Regions from separate parts of the Gossypium arboreum genome. Here region 1 is linked to region 2. Evidence: chromatin contacts called from public Hi-C data. All regions are on one chromosome and are shown on one strand. The core of a region is the stretch at or near the end of the contact, and the rest is flanking DNA. Distances in the headings are between cores, read along the strand shown. Region 1 holds the start of LOC108465825. Region 2 holds the start of LOC108480875 (protein MODIFYING WALL LIGNIN-2-like).

Region 1 (3,658 bases), core at 1,140-3,639, 500 kb before region 2:
CGTCTTCTCAAAATTATTTTTTCAGGAACTAATGTAGAAAAAGAGCATCCACATGGGAGCTTTTTTAAGTAATTTTGTTGACAGTGCATTCTGCTTGAAGTGTTTTTGACACTATTTTTTCAAAACTGTCTTCTCAAAATTATTTTTTCAGAAACTACTATAGAAAAAGAGCGTCCACGTGGGAGCTTTTTTTAGTAATTTTGCTGACAGTGCATCCTGTTTGAAGCGTTTTTGACATTATTTTTTTAGAACTGTCTTCTCAAAATTATTTTTTTTTCCAAAAACTACTATAGAAAAATAGCGTCCACGTGGGAGCTTTTTTCAGTACTTTTGCTAATAGTGCATCTTGCTTGAAGCGTTTTTGTCACTATTTTTTTAGAACCGTCTTCTCAAAATTAATTTTTCAGAAACTACTATAAAAAAAACAAAATCCATCTTGTCAATATAATTTTTTCAAGACTCAACCCTAAACCCTTTTACAAAAACCCTAAAACCTAAACACAAAATTATTTTAAAAAGTTCTAAACCCTAATTTAATTAATTTTCTAAAAACCCTAAACCTAATTTATTTATTTTTAAATTCCTAAACCCTAATTTATTTTTAAAATCCTTAAACCCTAAATAAATAAATTCCTAAATTATTTTAACAAAAACCTAACCTTAAACCACTAAAACCCTAAACTCATAAACCTTAGGCACTAAAATACAAATAGCTTTAACCTTAGAAAAACACAGGCTAAAGTGTGTCCTTGAAGGAGCGCTTTTGCCATGTCAGCAAAGCGCGTCCACGTCAGTGCATTTTTTGCTGACATGGAAAAAGCGCTCCCTCAAGGTCGCTCTTTCTGAAATTTCCCCTTAAAACACTTTTACGTGGACGTGTTTTTATATTTTTGGCCCATTCCGGTAAATAATAAATAAAGTGACCAATTTCCGTAAATAAAATAGGGAATGGCCTTTCTTTGTTAAATGTTCCTAAAAATGAAATTAAGTAAATTTAATTTTCAAATCTTTGATAATATATAATTTCACAATAAATCATTTGTTTTTTCTTTTAACTTTTATCATTTTTAAACTATCTATTGAATTTCTTTCTTTCTTTTTGAAGTCAAAAGGAGAGGGGCTGAGCCCTACAAAACTACAAATCAGTCAACATTGGCATTACTATAAGAAACATTACCCAGGTGGTTTACTAAGAAGTGGATGTGTAAATTTTTTGATTCAAAAATCATCGGCAACCTTGTAAACATGATTGAATCGGACTAGCCACTCTCTGTTACAAAGCTGTTAATATCATCTCTCTTCAGTCTCACATGAGGATGAACAAGAATTCCACATTGATTTTATTTGTTTTTCTGGAGTTGATTGTCTTACATATAAGCATTCAATCTAGTGTTACCTAAGAAACATACCTAATTAAACAACTTTTGTCGTTGCTTTGGTGCATGTACAGAACAGAGCATACAAAAGAAAATGGAAAGGCTTCACTATTCAATGTAGATGTATGTATATAGAACAAAAAAAAAAAGGAGGAAATTATTTGGCCTTGGAACTACAGCGCGAAGGAATGTAAGTTCCATTCAAAGGATGGAAACGCAACTGGCAGTCGAGACGACACAAGTACCTAACTGAACCCAGGCTCCCTATTCGCCATCTCACCCTGCTACTGCCTTTCAAATCGAATATAATCAAATCTTTCTTCAAACCCGCGTCCACATCCTCTGCTTGATCTGGTCTTAAGGGTATGGGTGAAGATGGCACTACATAATTAAAATCAACCGAACTGTTCTTACCTACTTCAAAGGGTGGTGCGACCAGCTGCGCTACCACTTCCCTATTCAAGCTTAGGCTGTAACTCGAATCCGAGAAGCTTGCATGCGCCTTTTCGTTCCCATTCTTGGCTCGAATTAGTATGGTTACCTGAATTTCCAGAATACCCGCATAATCAATCTGGATATGGTCAAGGTAAGCATCCATGACGCTGACGTACGGCACCCTGGGATGTATAACTAAGTATCCTATGAAGGTAACGATGCCTCCTATGATGACTGCTATGGTCAAGATGGTGCAGATGATAGCACCACACCACACCAGCGGATGGGTTGCTCGTTCCCGACTAGTTGAGAACTTTGATTTTGGGGCCATTTGGTTGGGAGTGTCTGATCATCAATCAGTGTCAACATTCGGAGGATTTTTCTTCTTTAAGTTATGGTTTTAGGAACACAATTGAAGTAATATACTGGGAGGGGTATGGATGCTCTGTTTTAGGCGTCTCAAGATTGGCAAGATATAAATTAGCTCTAATTGGCAGGGAAGTATCTTCCTTTCCTACATCTAAAGCGTGTATACTCTAATAGCAATAACCACTCTATTAAGGAATCTAAGGTCACTTTATCTCTTATAAAGTCAAAACTAAATAGCTGTAGCTCCGCCACGCAAACAAGGGCTTGCCTTTATATATCTTGACGCAGTATTGCACCATCCACATCCATCCATTTATCTAGACCACAAAACCCTCTTACTATACTTTACAATACTCTAGATTGCATTTTAATTTTTCTATTGAAAAATAAGTAAATTAGTTCTTATATATTAGATTAGTGGAAAAAATAATCCCTTCGTTTAGATTTGTTGTTTATATATAAGGTATAATAACAAATTTAACCCTCAATCTTTACACGTTTATTCAATTTGACCTCTATTTTTTTATTGAAAGTAAATTATAACTTTTGAAACTAATAAGGCTAAAAGGTCAAAAAGTATATATTTTTTCATATCAAGAATCAACCTAGACTCGTTCAAGATGCAATTTTTATTATTAATTTTATATATTTTTAGTTTTTAATGTTATTATTTTGAAATTCAGAAAATATAAAAAAAAACATATAACTTAATAGGAAAATATAAAATGCAGAATGAATTTAGATGTGGTTCTTTTAGGAATTTTATCGATTTATATATATATATATATATATATTATAAATTTCTAATTTTTATATTTATATATTTTTATAAATTTATAATTGGTTTTAGATTTATATATTATTTTTGAATAAAGGATGTAGGCATTGGCCCAAAACCATGCAAACTTAAACAAATGCAATTTGCAAAACAGAGGATCTAAATGTCTCTCGCTTTGCAAGCGTAGCTTCAAATCAGAGTAAGATACATGAAAATTGTGAAGAATACGTTCAATTTTTTTTTTAAATCTTATAAGGATCGGTATCGTTATCTTTTAATAAAATTTATATAATTTATTAAATTTTTTATAAATATTTTTAAAATTTTATGATTTTTAATAATTTTTAAATTTTAAAAGACTTAATTTTTAAATTTCTTACTAAGGCCTTTTTGATCTTTTAGTCTTATTAGTTTCAAAATTTTCTACCTTACTTTCAAGAAAAGAGTATGGGTCAAATTCAATAAATGTGTAGAGGTTGAGAGCTAATTTGTTATTATACCTTATGTATAAACACCAAATTTTGACGAATGGATTGTTTTGTCTACTAATCTAACATATAAAGACTAATTTACATATTTTTCAATAAAAGACTAAAATACAATCTAAGGTATAGTACAAAGAGTTTTATAATACTTTCACCATAGAATATATATATACACTAGTGCATGCAGGAGATTACAAAGTGTATAAATTAATTAT
Region 2 (3,808 bases), core at 907-3,406:
AGGATATCAACTAGTTGATTAAATGAGAAAACCTGAAGTGACAGTTGATTATGACTACCGAAGCAAGCTAATCACCCATGACCAGATTTGATATATTTTACTTTTTGATTTCTCGTGTTTTATTTATTTCTTTATTTTCTTTTATTATTATTAATATAGTTTACCAAAACCGTTCTTTTTATTCTTCATAATATAATCCAATTAAAGTACTAATTAAATCTATTCATGTTTAGGCTCCCTTGGGTACAATCCTTACAGTACTCACCTACTCCGTTGTAACTATATTACAACCTAAATCGTACACTTGCGGATGCCGCCTTTTGTATCTTTTGTATAGGATTTCTACTCTAGATGTTAGTACGTTCAGAGGCGATTATTGGCAAAGCAATGTTAGTAACTATCCATAATTATATAATGCAATAGAATGTTATTCCAAAGGGAGTTTGCTTTTAAATTGATAAAATTATTTGTAACTCTGTGTAGGGACACATTGAGGAGAAGAAAGGGATAAATCTTTTCAAGTGGAATGATCTCTGCAAAGTTCCAAAACGTGGCAGCCTTAGCTTTAACAAGCTTGATTGTCCAAATGATGCTTTCCTCGTAAAAATTGGTTTTACTCTTATCAAGAAACCTAATTAGTTATGGGTTTAGGTTTTCAGAACCAAATATAAATTGAGGGGAAATCTACCTACATCCTTATATATGGGTAATGTGTCATGGTTATGGAAAGGAATTTGTGGTATTTGGCGTAGGATTTGTGATGGTTTTATCTAGAATGTAAGGAATGGCATGAATGTAGATTTTTATAAGGGTAATTGGGTTAAGGAATGTATCCTCTTATTGATGTTTGCACCCAACCCTTATAAATTCCTATTAAACATGTTCCTGTTAAGGATATGGTAACTCGCAATGTGATCGTATTTTCAAGACTACTAGTCTCATAGGATTTTACTCTTAAATCCGTAAACAAAAAAAAAAAAGAAAAAAACTCCATCAACTAGCTAATAATAATATAGAATTATGACAAATTGAGTAACATGTACATTCATCAGCCATGTTTGTATTTGGGCAAACTTATGGTAAATATCTTTCTATGCCTTACACTTAAATTTTCATTTAGTATTGAACACTTTAAGTATAATGAATGAATGTCGGATTTTATTGCATTTGGTTTTGAAGTAAATGATCGTTAGTGTGTGGTTTATGGGGATTTAGGTTATGGATTGTTATTTCTTATTTTTATTTAAGGTTTTTCAAGTAAAATGTTTATGCTTTAGATGAGATAAAAAGGGAAAAACGCAATGGATAAAAATGGAGAAAGGCGAGAAAGGCAATGGATAAAATGTTTATGCTTAAAATTTTAATTTTGATTAAATCATACACATTTAAAGAAATAAATTTATTAATTTATTTTATATTAAATAACTATAATTATTTATGCATGCGGTATATAAACAAAAACGATGTTATATCCATAATTGTGTTAATAATTTACAAGAATTGAATCAAATCAAATTTTATGTATAAAATTGCACAAAATCAAAGTTCAAGTATACAATTACAATTAAATTATAGTTCATATATAATTTTAATATTTATCCCTATAAAAGTATAATAAAGTTTAAGGTTTTGAAAATTTTAGTGTCATGGTTAAATTGTATTATTGTGAGTTTTTTTTTTATTCAGTCTAAATTGTATTTTATAAATTTTATATAGAATATGAAAAGATAAAAACATTCCCTACTTTAAGAAATCATTTTAATGTTTATTAATAGTTAATCAACTCAATATTATCTTAGCTAGGCTAAGAGGCCCGTTCTTAAGGCAGAGGTCCTTAATTTCCAAGGCGAGCTCCCGGATGATTTATAAATATAAAAATTTAAAATTTAAATAGAAATAATCAATTATTTAAAATAGTCTAGATTTTCAAAACGATTATTATTCTATTTACCCATCATAGTGTTTTAATTATATTAAAAATGAATTACATGTTACAGAATTTTCTTTTATTCCACGATCACTATATAATTATACTTTCTAAAATAATTTTATTAAAAATATGAGCTTAGGAATTATTATCAAATAAGATGCTATTATATATATTATCATTCATTTATTCTATTCTACTTACAATGCCCATTTAAAATAAATCAAAGTCTAACAGCCAATTCGCCATTGCAGAATATAGCAAGAAAAAGAAGGAGAAGAAAGTGCCAGTTATACTCGGTGGTAACTTAATGCTCACTCTTGAGGTGGTGGAATTTAATAAGAAAGTGTTGGTTCAGATTTCACCCATCCAAAAACTTCCCATATAATCTAAACAACTTCCAACTAGGGACAGGGACAGCGACAGAGACATGCATGGTTTCTCTCCTTACAAGCAATGTCAATGAAACAGTTGTTTGTAAGAACCCCAAGAAAGCTCGCTCCCACCCCCACCCCACCGCACAGAAACAGGAGCTGGATATTTGATCACCGCCACCACCTCTTCTCTTCACTAACTTCCAACTTCCCAACACAAAGCGGCCACCTGCGATATGGGAAAACAACCACTTGGTTGCGTCTTAATGTTCTCTGTCCTTGCCTCCCTCGGCCTTGTCTCCTTCGCCGCATGTCTGGTTGCTGAGGCAAAGAGATCCAAGGTATGTATATAAATTAATTCATTCCTTGCTATTATTAGTTGATAAGGGTTTTTAGTTGGTTTAATTCTCCAGAAGGTTGATTTGAAGTTGGATGGAAAGATGTGTTTCTTGCCTGGAAAGAGTGATGCCTTTGAACTGGGTGTGGCTGCATCAGTCTCTCTCTGCACCGCTCAAATCATAGGGAACGTACTACTCTGTGCAAGTTACTGGTGGAGTGCAAACACAAGAAAGCCTAAAAAACCAACTCTTACTGCAATTTTGCTGGCGTTTTCCTGGTAAGGTGTTGCACTGCATGTGTATTGATTATATTGATGCCACCAGTTATGTGGATTGCCTATGCCAGCCATGTTAACACAAAATTAGGCCACTACTACTACTGCTTGTACAACTGTATTTAAGTGGACCCGACCGGGGAACACCTTCTATAATTGCAATTTTAGCTACAAATGTATTTTTGACCTTTTTAAAAATTAACATTTTTTCTATTTTTTAAGGTATGTACCGGAGGAAGCCTAATAATTAATCTAAAAATTTTATTAACTTTAATCCCGGATTAGAAGGCGGCTTCTTAGACAGTATCATTTTCCTAATCATAAATGAAAAACCTTCATTTTCTTTTATTGTTTTCTTCCTTCCTTTCAATATTTCTAGAATTCCTGGTCAGCAGAAAAAGGTCCAAGTAACGAATTTTCCAATGGAGCTACAAGTGGGTTAATTTGATTGGGTAGAGTAGATCAGAATCTAGAATTTTTAAGGGTTTTTAAGGGATAGATATGAAGGAGATTGGAGACAAACTAGTTGTAGAAAATGGGTGGACAGCTGGAAATATACCCCTTTCTATATCCCACTCCCCCCAGATCAGATCATTCAACGACTGGATGCGCCTAGGAAAATATATTCTCTAAAAATAAAAAAAATCAAAGATAGCAGACACATAGTCTTGGACGTTGGTGTCTAGTGCTACTAAATAAAATAAAATAATAATTAATTACATTTGGATATGGATTTGGAGGAACATGGATTGTCTTTGCTTTTCTTTTCTTTTTAATTAAAATTTTTTAAAAAACTTGGAATAGAATCTTATATTAAAAAGAAAGAAATATTGCAGGATCAGCTTTGGAGTTGCAGCAATCCTAATAAGTGCAGCGACGAGCATGAGCAGAGCA

Evidence for each region. Hi-C and Micro-C count contacts between places; a contact is called where the count stands out from the background.
Region 1: a Hi-C map of leaf shows a contact between it and region 2, with 4 times the contacts expected there. The contact joins the promoter of LOC108465825 here to the promoter of LOC108480875 in region 2. A contact is called at or near these places in 2 of 5 Hi-C or Micro-C datasets (both in leaf).

The regions. Positions count from the first base shown.
Region 1 is chr8:19,075,758-19,079,415 of ASM2569848v2, reverse strand. LOC108465825 reads right to left here and starts at 2,389. Exons shown (of 1, transcript XM_017766203.2): 1 at 1,318-2,389. The coding sequence starts at 2,142. The coding sequence ends at 1,534.
Region 2 is chr8:18,579,490-18,583,297 of ASM2569848v2, reverse strand. LOC108480875 (protein MODIFYING WALL LIGNIN-2-like) reads left to right here and starts at 2,156. Exons shown (of 3, transcript XM_017784002.2): 1 at 2,156-2,642; 2 at 2,718-2,917; 3 at 3,751-3,808. The coding sequence starts at 2,538. LOC108480877 (a long non-coding RNA gene) reads right to left here. Exons shown (of 6, transcript XR_001870710.2): 6 at 3,590-3,808.